2 separate regions of the Sus scrofa genome follow, and region 1 is linked to region 2. Evidence: chromatin contacts called from public targeted proximity ligation data. All regions are on one chromosome and are shown on one strand. The core of a region is the stretch at or near the end of the contact, and the rest is flanking DNA. Distances in the headings are between cores, read along the strand shown.

Region 1 (6,884 bases), core at 4,251-6,750, 78 kb before region 2:
AAAGTTGCAACCTTCACCCCAGAAGCTGGGAGCAGCCCAGCCAGGATTGGGGGTCCACCCCCAAACAGCCACCCCCCACCCACCCTGGAACTCATGGGTTCCTGGAAGCTGCGGGGCGCACAAAGGCATGGCGCTGCCCCTCACCTTCTCTCCCCTCTCCCCGGAACCCCCCACCCTTGACAAAGGAGCTGCATTCTCCCCCCAGTCCCCTCGGGCCTCCCCAGCCCTTCCCGCCTCTCCCACAACCTCAGGGAGAGGAGAGCTCCAGCAAGAGTTAACCAGCATTTCGCCTTGAAACATGACCACCAGACAGGGCTGCCCAGTCCAGCCTTCAACCAGGGTCCTCTCTGCAGCATCCCTGTGCAGCAGATGCCCTCTGCTTGCATACCTCCAGGGCCCGTGAGTTCACTCTCTCACCAGGAAGCCTAACCCACGCTTAGAAAGCTCAACCAGCCACCGTCCACCTACCTGCCTGTTCTTCTCTGAAGCCACCTGGAACACAACAGCTCCTTCCTCTGTGAGATGGGGACAGGTAGAGGTAGAAATATCTTACTAAGCACTTGGGGTGCAGAAGTGAGCAGCAAGTTGGGTCCCTGCCCTTAGCGGATGTGACAGGTCTTTGCAATGCAAATTGAAAAGTAAGGGAAGAGCGAATTTTATTGAGCACTTACTATGTGCCAGACACTGTTCCAGGTGCTTATGTGCAATAAAATCGTTTAGTTATCCCCAAAGCCCTCACAGCTGGGCATCTTTGCATATGCATTGGCCCAAAGTCCTGCAGACGCTCTGAACCACAGTTCATGCTCAGAGGAGCAGGCTGCTGGAATTAGCAACCAAGTGCCTGTTTAAAGTGTCGCCAGAGTTTCACTTGTCATTTTAAAGGGTTTCTCTCTTCTACCATCTCCAAAACACTTTGCCTCTTTTCCCAAGCATGGCCGAGCGGTTGGAAGGGACATGGTCCTGTGGCGCCATCTAGGGGTGAAAACGTGCATTGCAGAGGTTTAAGTGCAACGGAGCCGGGCCTTGCTGTAGATGTCGCCTCTGTGCCAAATAGAAACACAGAGACGGAGTCTTGGATGAAGGAGAAAAAAATAACTTTTATCGCTTTGTCAGACAAAGGAGGCCACAGAAGGCTAGTGCCTCAGAGACTGTACCCTCCTTTGGGGAAGACTCGTAGGGAGTTTTAGAGTCTAAAAGGAGAAAAACAGGATTAAGATAAGAATCAGGGCTGGAGCAAACATGCATTCCTCGTTCTTTAGGGGAATCTTAGTTATCGAAGTCGGTCAGGAGATCTGGGCGAGATCCTTGGTGTTTCCTAAAATAACAGTCCTTGCAAAAAGGCCCCATGATCAGAGATTAGAACAAACTAGGAAAGTTCCTGAAAAACATCATTGCTTATATAATCTTTAGCCCACAGGCAATTGTGCTCAGGGCGCCTAATCTTCCCCCTACAGGTGATTGTGTTTAGGGTGCAATCAAAGGAGGGAGAAGCACACCGGCTCCAAGCTGTTCAATTTTTTTGTTTGTGTTGTTTTGTTTGTTTTTTTGCCTTTTCTATGGCCGCTCCCGCGGCACATGGAGGTTCCCAGGCGAGGGGTCGAATCGGAGCTGTAGCCACCGGCCTACGCCAGAACCACAGCAACACGGGATCTGAGCCGCGTCTGTGACCTACACCACAGCTCCTTAACCCACTGAGCAAGGCCAGGGATCAAACCTGCAAGCAACCTCATGGATCCTATCGGATTCGTTAACCACTGAGCCACGACGGGAACTCCCAAACTGTTCAATTTTAAATGATCCATTTTCAAGCTGTCCACTTCTACAAGAAGCCTAAGGAAGGTTATTTTCTCTTAGGTGTATACGATGCTACATCGTTACGTGTATCCCTTGAGAGGGAACCAGGAGTCTGCCCCAAGGCGGTGCTATTTCTTTCTTTCTTTTTTTTTTTTTCCTTTTTAAATTTTATTTATTTATTTATTTATTTGTCTTTTGGGAGCCACACCAAAATGCCAGATCCAAGCCACATCTGCCACCTACACCACCGATCATGGCAACACCGGATCCTTAACCCCCTGAGCAAGGCCAGGGATCAAACCCACATCCTCATGGATGCTAGTCGGGTTCATTAACCACTGACCCACAATGGGAACTCCGTGTGTGTGTGTGTGTGTGTGTGTGTGTGTGTGTGTGTGTGTGTGTAGTGTGTAGTGCTCACACGCACTACTGTTTCTTGACTCTTCCTCTCTGGTCTCTGCCTCCCCTCCCTTCCCTGATCAGCAGCTGTCTGAACCCACCCCTTGGAACTCTGGGAAGGCCATGGAGGCTGAATGAGGCCCATTTCCTAAACACAAGAAATGGGGGACACAGAAAGGCTTTTGTGCTCAGGAGCCCCACAGGGCCCTGCTGTTTCATAGGGACCCAGAGGGATAACTGCAGAGAAAAATCCTATTACAGTGTCCAACCACCTCCCAGCATGCGTGTGTCAGTCAGTACTGTGCTGACAATTGCGCACCTGACCTGCTTCATCTAGCTGCTGTCGACAAAAATATAGGAGTTCCTGTTGTGGCTCAGTAGCTAATGAACCCGACTAGCATCCATGAGGACACAGGTTTCATCCCTGGCCTCGCTCGGTGGGTTAAGGGTCTGGCATTGCCATGAGCTGTGGTGTAGTGTGGCTTGGATCCAGCATTGCTATGGCTATGGCGCAGGGTGGCAGCTACAGCTCCGATTCAACTCCTAGCCTGGGAACCTCTATATACCATGGGTGCGGCCCTAAAAAGACAAAAAATATACATATATTGAACAACCTAAAAGTTGAATTATGTTTTTTTGGGTTTTGGGGGTTTGGGGGTTTTTTTGCTGTTGTTTTTTGTTCGTTTTTTTTGTTTGTTTGTTTGTTTTTTTGGCTTTTTAGGGCCGCACCTGCGGCATATGGAAGTTCCCAGGCTAGGGGTCGAACTGAACCTGTATATAGCTGCCGGCCTACACCACAGCCACAGAAACTCAGGATCCGAGCCACGTCTGCAACCTACACCACAGCTCACAGCAACGCTGGATCCCCAACCCACTGAACGAGGCCAGGGATCAAACTGGCATCCTCATGGATACTAGTTGGATTCATTTCTGCTGCACCACAACAGAAACTCCGAGAGTTATGTTTTATTCAGTGGACAAAACTGAGGACTTAAGCCCAGAAGGTGGCATCTCAACGCACCCTGAGAAAACCACCCCAAGGAGGTGAAGGGGGACCTAGGATATATAGGAGTTTTGTTACAAAGGACAGATAATCAGAAAAAAGATTACTGCTAATACAACTAGCTATCAAGGAGTTCCCATTGTGGCACAATGGAAATGACTCCGACTAGTATCCATAAGGATGCAAGTTCGATCCCTGGCCTCACTCAATGGATTAAGGATCTGGCACTGCCGTGAGCTGTGGCGTAAGTCACTGACATGGGTCAGATCTGGTATTGCTGTGGCTGTGGCATAGGCCGGCAGCTACAGCTCTGATTGGACCCCTGGCCTGGGAACCTCCATGTGTCGCGGGTGGCCCTAAAAACCAAAAAAAAAAAAAAGGGTTACAACTAGATAGTTCAAGTTACGGATTTTAGCACTTTTCTATATATGGGAAGATGGAAGGGTCTGGGGTCACCGAAATCATTGCTTTGATATGCCCCTCAGCTACTGGCTGGGGGTACCCTGTGTTTCCACAGCCTGAGGTTGCGCAGGGTGCATCTTCCCTGGGAGTGGCCCCGAGGTGGCAGGTGTTCTCTGTTCCCCTCCTGAGTTGCCGCAGGGTTCAGCTCACCATGGGAGGTGCTGCCGTCGCTGACTGTGGCATCCTTTATTTAGTGATACAGCAGGTAGTGTTGTATTTCTCACTGCCAACCAGGAGACAGCTTGCTGTAGGTCAGTCTCCCTAAAACGTTATTTCTTAGCCGGCAGCTCCAGCTCCGATTCGACCCCTACCCTGGGAATCTCCATATGCTGCGGGTGTGGCCCTAGAAAAGACCCAAAAAAAAAAAGACAAAAAAAACCCCACTTATTTCTTCAGGGATCCCAAGCCTTTTTTTTTTCTTCTTCTTCTTTTTTTTCTTTTTTGGCTATTACACAGCATATGCAATTCCTGGACCAGGGATCCTATCTGAGCTGCAGTCGCAACCTGACAGACAACTGCATAGCGTTCCCGAGCACTGTTAAATTGTCTGGGCTTCTGGAGTTTGGTAAGGAAAGAGAGACCTGACTGGGGCATATGCCTGTGAGGGGCCATCAGGCAGGATATTGGCAACATTCTTTTCTTTAGGAGGGGGTAGGTAAGTGTGGAGGTTCCCTTTCTAATGTGTTAAACTTTGTATATAACTTTTTACAGACATGAAACATTTTCTTTAAAATGCATTAATTCTTGAAACTCAGGAGTTTCCATGGCTCAGTGGTAAGGAACCTGAGTAGTATCCATGAGGATGCAGGGACTATTCGAAGCTGTCTGTCAGAGCATCAGATTTCAGAACTCCTAAAGTCACTTGTATTCACACAGAAAGGGCTTGGGGAGTTCCCACTTTGTGCAACCGGATTCCAACCGGATTGGCAGTGTCTCTGGAGCACTGGGACGCAGGTTCAATCCCCGGCGCAGCACAGTGGGTTAAGGATTTGGCCTTGCCACAGGTGCAACATAGGTCACAACAGCAGCTCAGAGCTGATCCCTGGTCCAGGAACTCCATATGTTGCAGGGTAGTCAAAAAAAAAAAAAAAAAAAAAAAAAAAGAGCAGAGACCAAAGCGATACAGCCACAAGCCAGCAGTTATTATCACTATGCTAAGGCACAGAGAGGTTAAGTGACTCACCCAGGGCCACACAGCTTCTAAGCGGTGGAGCTGAGATCAGTGCCCAAATTACTGCCAGTCCCCTGAATCATTACAGGAGCCTCTCCAATCAGCTAAGGGCTCCCTGCTTTGCTTCTCTAGAAACACTGCTTTGCCTCTTTCTTTCTTTTCATTTTGGGTTTCCCCATGGCATATGGAGGTCCCAGGCCAAGGATCAGATCCAATCCACAGTTGAGACCTATGCCACAGTGGTGGCAACTCTGGATCCTTTAACCCACTGTGCAGGATTGAACCTGCCTCCCAGCGCTGCAGAGACACCACCATCACATTGCACCACAGTGGGAACTCCAACTGCTTCCTTCTTTCTGAGGTCAGCCTTGTAATCACCCTCTTTCTGCCCCAGGTGCTGGGAAACTCGAGTCAACACGGCCACACGGGTACAGCAAGGCAACTATCCCTCGTAGCCACCAGTTTAGTTTCCTTCCTGATCAAGAGGGCCTGGTTTTCTCTTTTACTCCTAGTTTTCTCTCTGTGATCGCCTGCTTCTTTCTAAAGAGAATATGAGAGGCAATGTGTATTAAAGACATAACAGTAAGACCAATGCAAAGAACTAAAATGCTGGGCCCACAGGAAGAAGAGATTGTGCAAGGCTGACCCAGGGGCCACAGATGCTGTGATTAAGCCTCCTGGCAGCCAGGGCGGAAGAGGAAATCTGATCAGTTACTATCTGCAGGAAGCAGCCTCTGTTCTCCATGGGAACCAAGTTTTCCTCCTACGATTAACTCTAGTGGAAATTCCTCACACGGTCCTTGGTAGAGGGAACACTGAGTGAGGTGACCCACTGACTATGTCCTGAAAAGCCACTTTTGCAGCAAAAGGAAAGTGTATTTCATGTGACTATTGGCCAACGCCAAGGGCAGCGCCCTGAGTGACACTTGGGGAGGGAAAGTCTTCCAGGAGAGAGACCAGCGTGGTCCAAGGACAGACTCCCCCATGAAAGGGCCAGAATGCAGGGAGCCAGGCCTGGATGGACAGCTCGGCCCTTCAAAGCTGTGCCCTAAACACCCTCCACTGGCTTTGGTTTGTGAAAAAGGGTTATTTCCCAAGAGCAAGGTCCAGCCCCTCCGTGTCTGCCCTGCTGCTCTGGGCTCAATGCCCTCCCCCCACACAGCTGAGCTTGAGGGGGTAGTTAGATGGTTGGGACCATGGCCTCCTATGTCCTTGCCCAGTGAGGCAGCCTTTCCTCTGCCCTCCATGTCTGCTCTCCCTTCTGTAGCAGCCAAGGAGCCCTGACTGGTCATTGGGCACATGGACGCCCTAGTGTTTCCCAGGACCGGGCAGCTGGGCACAGCCATGCAACTGAGGCAGACCTCATAGATGTGAAAGGGGGTCCTGAGTTCACCCTCCACCCTGGGGCATGCCGTCTCCCCGCCTCGTCCCCTCCCGCTGTGGCTGGAAGCCAGGGGTGATGGTGGTGGCAGGTCAGTTTGGATGGAGCTCTCCCGTCAGCCTGTGGAGACACAAGCCAGAAAAAGTGGGAGACCCGATTCTGTACAGCTGCTGTGCCAGGCCTGGAGTGCTCCTGCCAGGATGAGATGGGGCAGAAAACCGGTTCCATCTGTTTCAGTCACTGTTATTTTGAGTCTCTGATTCGTGGCGCATGGATAGCCCGACTATTACCAGTGAACCCAGGAACTCTATGGAAAAGCCATTATCTTTTGTCCCTGGGTGCTGGGTTCAACCAAGCATCCTCCCCTGAGGCTAGGTTCCTAGCGGAGAGATGGCTGTTCCCAGTAAGGCTTTTCACTCATTGCCTCACCCTTGCAGAAACCCTGCCAGGATGGCACACTGGACCCATTTCACAGAAGGGGAAACTGAGGCTCAGAGACACAACAAAACTTGCCAGAAAGGCTTGGTGGCAGTAGGTGGCGGAGCTCATTCTCAAATCCAGGTCTGTCTGCTCCCCTGAGAGAAAAGAGCATCGTGGAGTTCCCGTCATGGTTCGGGAGTAACAAACAAATCCGACTAGGATCCATCAGGAGGCGGGTTCGATCCCTGGCCTCG
Region 2 (6,986 bases), core at 2,013-4,512:
TTGAGAGTGGGACGATCGCTCAGACGCTCGCACCATAAATGTCCAGACAGAGAGTCACAGCGGATGGGCAGGGCGTCCTCCCAGGCGGGGCTGGGTAACCTGAGCTGCCGGCAGGCCCTCAGGTCACTTCAGGAGAGGTCAGCTGACGCTCCTGAAGACCATTCATCATGCCCCCCGGCCCAGCCCGGCAATGCCATGGCTATTTCCAGTCCCTGGGTACGGAGCAGCTTATGTAACAGGCTGGAAGCCAGGGGCAGGGCCGGGGGCACTTGTGACAAGGGACGGGGCTGCTCCCACCTCCCCCAGTCAGGCCAGCCCCTCAGAGCCCCTGTTCCACGTGTGCAAGTGCGTGGTGGCAGCTCACGGACCCGGGTGGAATGGCTGTGGGCAGCCCGGGGGCTCCCTGCGACGTTCACTTCCTCCCTCCCAACCTGGCCCTTCTCTCCCATGGATCTGAGGTCACCAGGCAGCCTCTCCACCCCTCAGCCCTGCATGGCCTCTGTTCTCTCACCCTCCCCTGAACCCCAAAGCAAGAGGCAGCCAGTGTTTGCCTCTGACCCCTCTCACAGACCCCCGTACCCATTCCAGAAGCCCCTTTCCTGACCCTGGTGGGACAGAGAAGTATCCTTGGAGGTTAAGCAGGGTTCAAATACCCGTATATTCACCTCATGGCTTTGGGCAGACCGTCAGCTAGCTGAGCCTCAGCTCCCCCCACCCCCAGATGGGAAATGGAAAGATAGTGTCTCCTTTTCCTTGTAGTTGCAACCGTGAGGGTTTAGGAGCCCATTCTGCCAGGAGGCAGATTGCTGAGGTTTGAATTCCCTGGGTGGCCTTGGGCAACTTGTTTCAGCTCTCCTTGCCTCTGGGTTCCTTGTGTAGAATGGGGACAGTGGCACGACTCAAGCTCCCTGAGTTGTCAGGGTCCCATGTGTTCTATGCATAAGGCACTTAGTGCCTGGCACAGGGCAGCCCCATGTAAGTGTTGGCTATAATTAGACAATGTTTGGAGATCACTTTCCTCCGCCTTGGCTCCTAATAAGCTCTTGGTGAAAGGTAGTTGTTATTTTTAACTTCTTTCTCCTTCCACCGTCTTAATCTGCTTCATAAACCCACCTTCACTGAGCCTTGCAAGTGCCCGCTAAGCTCTCCTCTTTTGTTGCTAATCTGCTGCCACTGCCAATAAAGGGATGTGTAAATTATATTCCCCTGGTGTTTACATTCACAAAACATTTCACACACATTCCTGTCTGGGCCTCACAGCAAACGCAGGAGCCAGCAGTGCGACTCCTGTCATTGCCCTCCTTTTGCGGAGCCGGGGACAGGGTGTGATCCGTCCAGACACCTCAGCTGCTAGGGGGTGTGTCCGGGACGACGGTCAGGGTATTCCGACCTCGGGCACCGGAGCACGCCGGATGAGGCGGCCAGGGCATGCCAGCTCCTTGCCAGGGCAGATTAGCACAGGGGGCCCTCCTGCTTCCGGTACCAGGGACTGAGCGCCCACAGAGTGGGAGGAGAGAGGCCTGCGGGCTGTATCCTAGCACCAACCCAGAGAGACCCCAAAATGCTGTGCGCTGGTGCCCTCTACTGGACAGACGTGGCTTTTTTTTTTTTTTTTTTTTTTTTTTGTCTTTTTGCTATTTCTTTGGGCCGCTCCTGCGGCATATGGAGGTTCCCAGGCTAGGGGTCGAATCGGAGCTGTAGCCACTGGCCTACGCCGGAGCCACAGCAACGCGGGATCCGAGCCGCGTCTGCAACCTACACCACAGCTCACGGCAACGCCGGATCGTTAACCCACTGAGCAAGGGCAGGGACCGAACCTGCAACCTCATGGTTCCTAGTCGGATTCGTTAACCACTGCGCCACGACGGGAACTCCTGGACAGACGTGGCTTCTACCGGGCTGCAGCCTCCTAAGGGAGAAAGGTAGATACATTAATGTTCACCCAAAAAACAAACAAACAAACAAAAAATCTCTCCAGGACCTACTATGTGCCGGGAAGTCTTCTAGGAAGCACAGAGGTGGAGGAAAAACTCCAAAAGTTCCTACCTTCCAGGGAGACACATTGGCGGGGAGAGACAAATAAAAACATAAGGAACATAACGCCATATAATACGTGCTATGAAGAACGGAGAGCAGCTAAATGGCTAGAGAAGGATGGAGGCTGCTAATGAGGAAGGAACAGTCGGAGAGGCTTCTCTGAGGAGGCCACAAGGTAGCAGGGACCCAGGGGAAATGAGAAGGGAAAGCCCTTCTCTGGGGAAGAAGTCGAAGGCATGGAGGATGAGTTGGAGGGGCCTAGAAGGGGAAATTCTGGATGGGCTGGAGGAATAACGAGACCCACGTGACCAAGAGCAGTCTTGGGGAGGGGCGGGCTCAAAGATGGAGATCTCTCCCTTTCCTGCAGTTACGGCCCAAGTAGGAGGGAGAACACCGTACCTGCTCCAAGGATCAGGCGGCTACAGGCAGCGCGATAATATCGAAAATATCCGCTAACAGGTTCTGAGCTGGCTATGCCCAAGGCTTTATCACAAGCCTGTGGAGTGAGTGTTCCTGACATGATCACCATTTTGCAGAGGAGAAAACTGAGGCTGAGAAAAAGTAAACGTGATGTGCTTTGCCCAAGAATGAAAATATAAAATCACAGAGCAAGGACCTGCATTTGAGTTTGTCTGACTCCAGAAGCCAGGCTTTTACCATGGTTTGTGCACTTGGAGAAAAAAAGACAGGCCATAAAAGAGCATGCAGAGTATGGTCACATTTGCATTAAATAAATATATATATGTACATAATATATACTCTAAATACATATATATATATAAATCATTGTTTTAAAAGACTGAAAGGCAGTGCAGCAAAATGTGGTATTCCCGGAAGTTCCTGTTGTGGCACAGCGGAAACGAACCCGACTAGTGTCCATGAGGACATGGGTTCCATCCCTGGCCTCACTCAGTGGGTCAGGGAACCAGCATTGCGGTAAGCTGTGGTGTAGGTCGCAGACTCGGCTGGGGTGCTGTGCTGTGGCTGCGGTGTAGGCCGGCAGCTGTAGCTCCGATTGGACCCCTAGCCTGGGAACTTCCATATGCTGCGGGTGCCGCCCTAAAAAAAAAAAAAAGAAGAAGAAGAAGAAGAAGAAAGAAAGAAAAAGCAAAAAAAATGTGGCATTCCAAAGGGATGAATTTTGCCTCTCCTTCCACAGTGGGCCAGGGCCAGGGAGAAAGATGATTCCCTCCCCCTCCCTCCGGAATGCTAGTGTCGTTATAGCCTTAACAACAACCGCACCTCATCCTCAGATGCTCCCGTTCAGTTTACAAAGTGTCTCCTTTCACTGTCCCGCATTTGGACTTCACGACTGCTATTTCACAGGGAAGGAAGCCAAGCCTCGGGGAGGCCGCAGACAGCCTGTAACAGAGCTGGAACCAGGACCTACATCTACATAGTCGGAGTCCTGCAGGGGTCAGGTCAAGGAAAGAAGAGAGAAGGCGGAGAAGTCGAGGAAGATCTGAGAGCAAGCAGCCTGGGGGGCAGGGAAAGGACGAGGGGACGCAGGTGAAGCAGTTCCCTGGTCTGTCCAGCAGAGGGCGATGCCGCCCCAAGCTCCGCAACCGCCGGGGCCACACCCCCCGCTCCCCGCCCCTCACTGGGACGGCCCCTCGCGAGACCCAGGGAGCTAGGTGGCGCGCGGAGGGCGCCTTCCCCGAGTTCCGAGGGCTCTGCGGACGGTGGGGATGGAGGGGTGGCGGATGTAGTGGGGGAAGGGATGAAGGAAGGACGCTCAGGAGAGGAGGATGCCCCGGAGGACAGTGTGGGCGTCCGCGATGGGGTCAAGGGTGCTGGGGCACCGCGGGCGCCGCGGAGCGGGGGTGGCCGTGTGCTGGGAGAAGGTCCCGGCGGGGGTGGGGGGTGCACTGTGTCTGTGGGACTTCCTGAGGCGACAAGATTTGCTGCTTCAAGGAGGCTGTTACTCACTCAGGCTTTGCCACCTGCTTCCCTCCCAGCTCCCAGGCAAATGCAACCCAGAGTCCCCATCTCCACCCCCTGCCCAGCTAATAGCAGCCGCACCCCCAGGCTGGGACCTGCCCCCGCAGCTCAGAGCTCAGCCTCTCAGCCTCAGGGTGGGCGAAGGGGGTGCTTAGCTGCCTCCAATTCGTGCATCAAAGTGGCAGCCCACTCCCACCCCATTTCAACCAAGCTCATGGGGCTGCCCGCCCCCCAGCACCACCACCAGCCTGATCTCCCTCTGCCGACCCCTACTCCTGGTCTAAACATGAACCCCTGCTAAGGCCCAGCCCGTGCTTCCCCCTGAGCATTGGCTACACCCAGTCTTGGATACCCGTATTGTGGTCCCTAGGCCCCACTCCAGCCATGGTGGGGACACAGAGGTGTCCAGTGGGATCTCCTTGCCCTCCAAAAGCTCCCAGTCTGTGGAGGAGACATACCAAAACTGACCCCATGAGGCAGAAAGTGGTTCTGCGTCAATGGGAGGCACAAGTCCTTGGCTCCTGGAGGGCAAGGGTGACAGAACCTCAGAGGGGCCTGGGTCAGTATTTGGAGTGCCAAGGTTCTAGGTGGGCAGAGGTATTTAGAATCATCTTCATTCTACATCTAGTCAATTCTTATTGAGGGCCTGGGGTGTTGTTTTTTGTTTGTTTTTAATTTGGCCACACCCATCACATTAGGAAGCTCCCCTGGGCCAGGCAGTGACAACGCTAGATCCTTAACAGCTAGGAAAGGTCTAGGGTCTTTTAAATTTTTTATTTATGTATGTATTTATTTATTTATTTTGCTGTTTAGGGCTGTACCCACGGCATATGGAGGCTCCCAGGCTAGGGGTCCAATCAGAGCTGCAGCTGCCGGCCTACGCCACGGCTACAGCACAGCTGGATCTCAGCCGAGTCTGTGACCTACACCACAGCTCACCGCAATGCCAGATCCTTAACCCACCGAGCAAGGCCAGGGATCGAACCCGCAACCTCATGGTTCCTAGTTGGATTCGTTTCCATTGCCCCACAGCAGAAACTCCTGGGGTGTTTTTTTAAATACCCGGACCTTTTGGAATTCCACACAAAGAAGGTAAGCTGGTTGAAGTCAATGAAATCTGATGACATATAAGTTCTGAATTCATTGTTCATTTGTTCAGACATAACGCCCTTTGATCAATGTGTTTGAATGGCCCCCTCAGTGCCAGGCTCAGCAAGGGTGTCCGAGAGCTTCGGTTGGGTTGGGTGGTCTAGAGAAGGCTCCATTTTATAAGAATGTGGCAGGAGGGCTGAAGAGGTGGGCTCTAAGGCAGGAGAGCTGCCTTCACAGCAGGTGGGCTGAGGGGAGACCCCTCCTTCTACCCCACGACCCGCAAGCACAGGGCTGAGAGGTGCAGTGCTCGCAGGTCACCACCAGGGGTCAGGCGCACCTGCTCTACTCTCCAGCGTCGGTCTCATCTCTTGGCTAGTTTATTCTATGAGGAACATTCCTTGGTCTGGTGCCCTCTCCACAGCCCCATGTTCCTTTCCCTCTCATTTCTCTAAGCCTATTACTCCCTCCTGTAGGTCATCCCATCCAGCCGTCAATGCAGGACCAGGCAGCCTCCCCAACTCAACAGCCTGGCGTTTCTCCTGACCCTTGGAGAGTCGCACAGTCCCTCTCACCTCCCCAGCTTCCCGAGTGACTGGTGAGCAGAAAGTGTCTTCTGCTGTCTCACCGTTTTTCCTCCTGCTGTCTTTCAGCTCAAGTTCTCTGGTTTTGCCTCCGGGCAAAAGGGAGTGTTTATGGGTTCCTTCCTTCTATGTGTTTTTTGGTTTTGTTTTGTCTTCTGCTTTTTTAGGGCTGCAGGGTGGCATATGGAAGTTCCCAGGCTAGGGATCAAATCAGAGCTGCAGCTGCCAGCCTGCGCCACAGCCACAGCAACACCGGACCTGAGCTGCATCTATGACCTACACCACAGCTCACAGCAACGCTGGATCCTTAACCCACTGAGTGAGGCCAGGGATCCAACCCGTGTCCTCATGAGTATTAGTGGGGTTCATTACTGCTGAGCCACAATGGGAATTTTTACATGTCTTCTTATGTGTGTCCACAAAGTTCTGCTCCAAGCTCAGGTCCCTTTTGTGGCGACGGAGCCCAGTCCCAAGAGCCCTTCCCCCATTTTGATGAGAATGTTCTCACCTTACTCCAGGGCAGCACGCACGTCCGCAGAACCTTGATCCCTCTGGACCTGATCTCCTCCTCCTTTTGCTCTCTGCCACACCTCAGACCCTGCTCCCTCAGCTCCCACCTTTCATTTGCCCTCCACGCTCCCACCTGGCTCCCCACAAGTTAGTCCCACAGACTTGGAGGTTCAGTTCCTCTAAATGGTTCTTTACCACCTCCAACCTGTCCTCACACTCCTTCTTCCAGGAAGGCTTCTCTCTCTCCAGTCTAGGCTCTAGAGACAAACGAATCTGAGAGAATGCTGGCTCAGTCAGGTGCCAGCTATGCTGCTTCAACCTCTCTACCCCCTCAGTTTCTTCATCTGTAGAATGGGCTCTTGATATGCTGGGAGGCCTACATGAAGCGATGGGTGTGGAGTGCTGAGCACAGTGCCAGGACCTGGGTGATTGCCTGGGAGACAATTCTCCCTCCTTTCCTTCAGGACAGATGCCACCCCCTGTCCCCCACCTCCAGTTGCTGGCAGGAACCTGCCCTTGTCTCTATGCACTGGCTGCTTCTGCTCCCCCCCGCCGCCCCAGGCAGAGCTCTAGCCGGAGCAGAGGGCCTGCCAGGGGACCCGGGCATGCAGCTGCCATGCCGTGGGGATGGGGCAGATGCAGGGCTCTGTGGGGACCTCAGATCTGAACTGGATTTCAGGGCTGTGTCCTCACTATCGTGCAGACCCGAGTGGTGTCCACTCTCCCCCCTTGTGGCCTGGGGAGGGGGCAGGGCTCCCGCAGAGTCCCCTGAGGCTTTGAGAGGACCAGAAGGCTGGTGGGAGGTGGAGGAGGGGAGGCAGGGCA

The links.
Region 1: a contact with region 2 is called in a targeted proximity ligation map of alveolar macrophages. A contact is called at or near these places in 6 of 47 Hi-C or Micro-C datasets (blood, embryonic fibroblasts, epiblast stem cells and 2 more) and 2 of 2 datasets of targeted methods (alveolar macrophages and skeletal muscle).

Annotation. Positions count from the first base shown.
Region 1 is chr5:17,449,972-17,456,855 of Sscrofa11.1, reverse strand. No RefSeq gene overlaps it. Among named protein-coding and RNA genes, the nearest start is that of ATG101, 35 kb to the right of the region's middle.
Region 2 is chr5:17,369,542-17,376,527 of Sscrofa11.1, reverse strand. No RefSeq gene overlaps it. Among named protein-coding and RNA genes, the nearest start is that of GRASP, 15 kb to the right of the region's middle.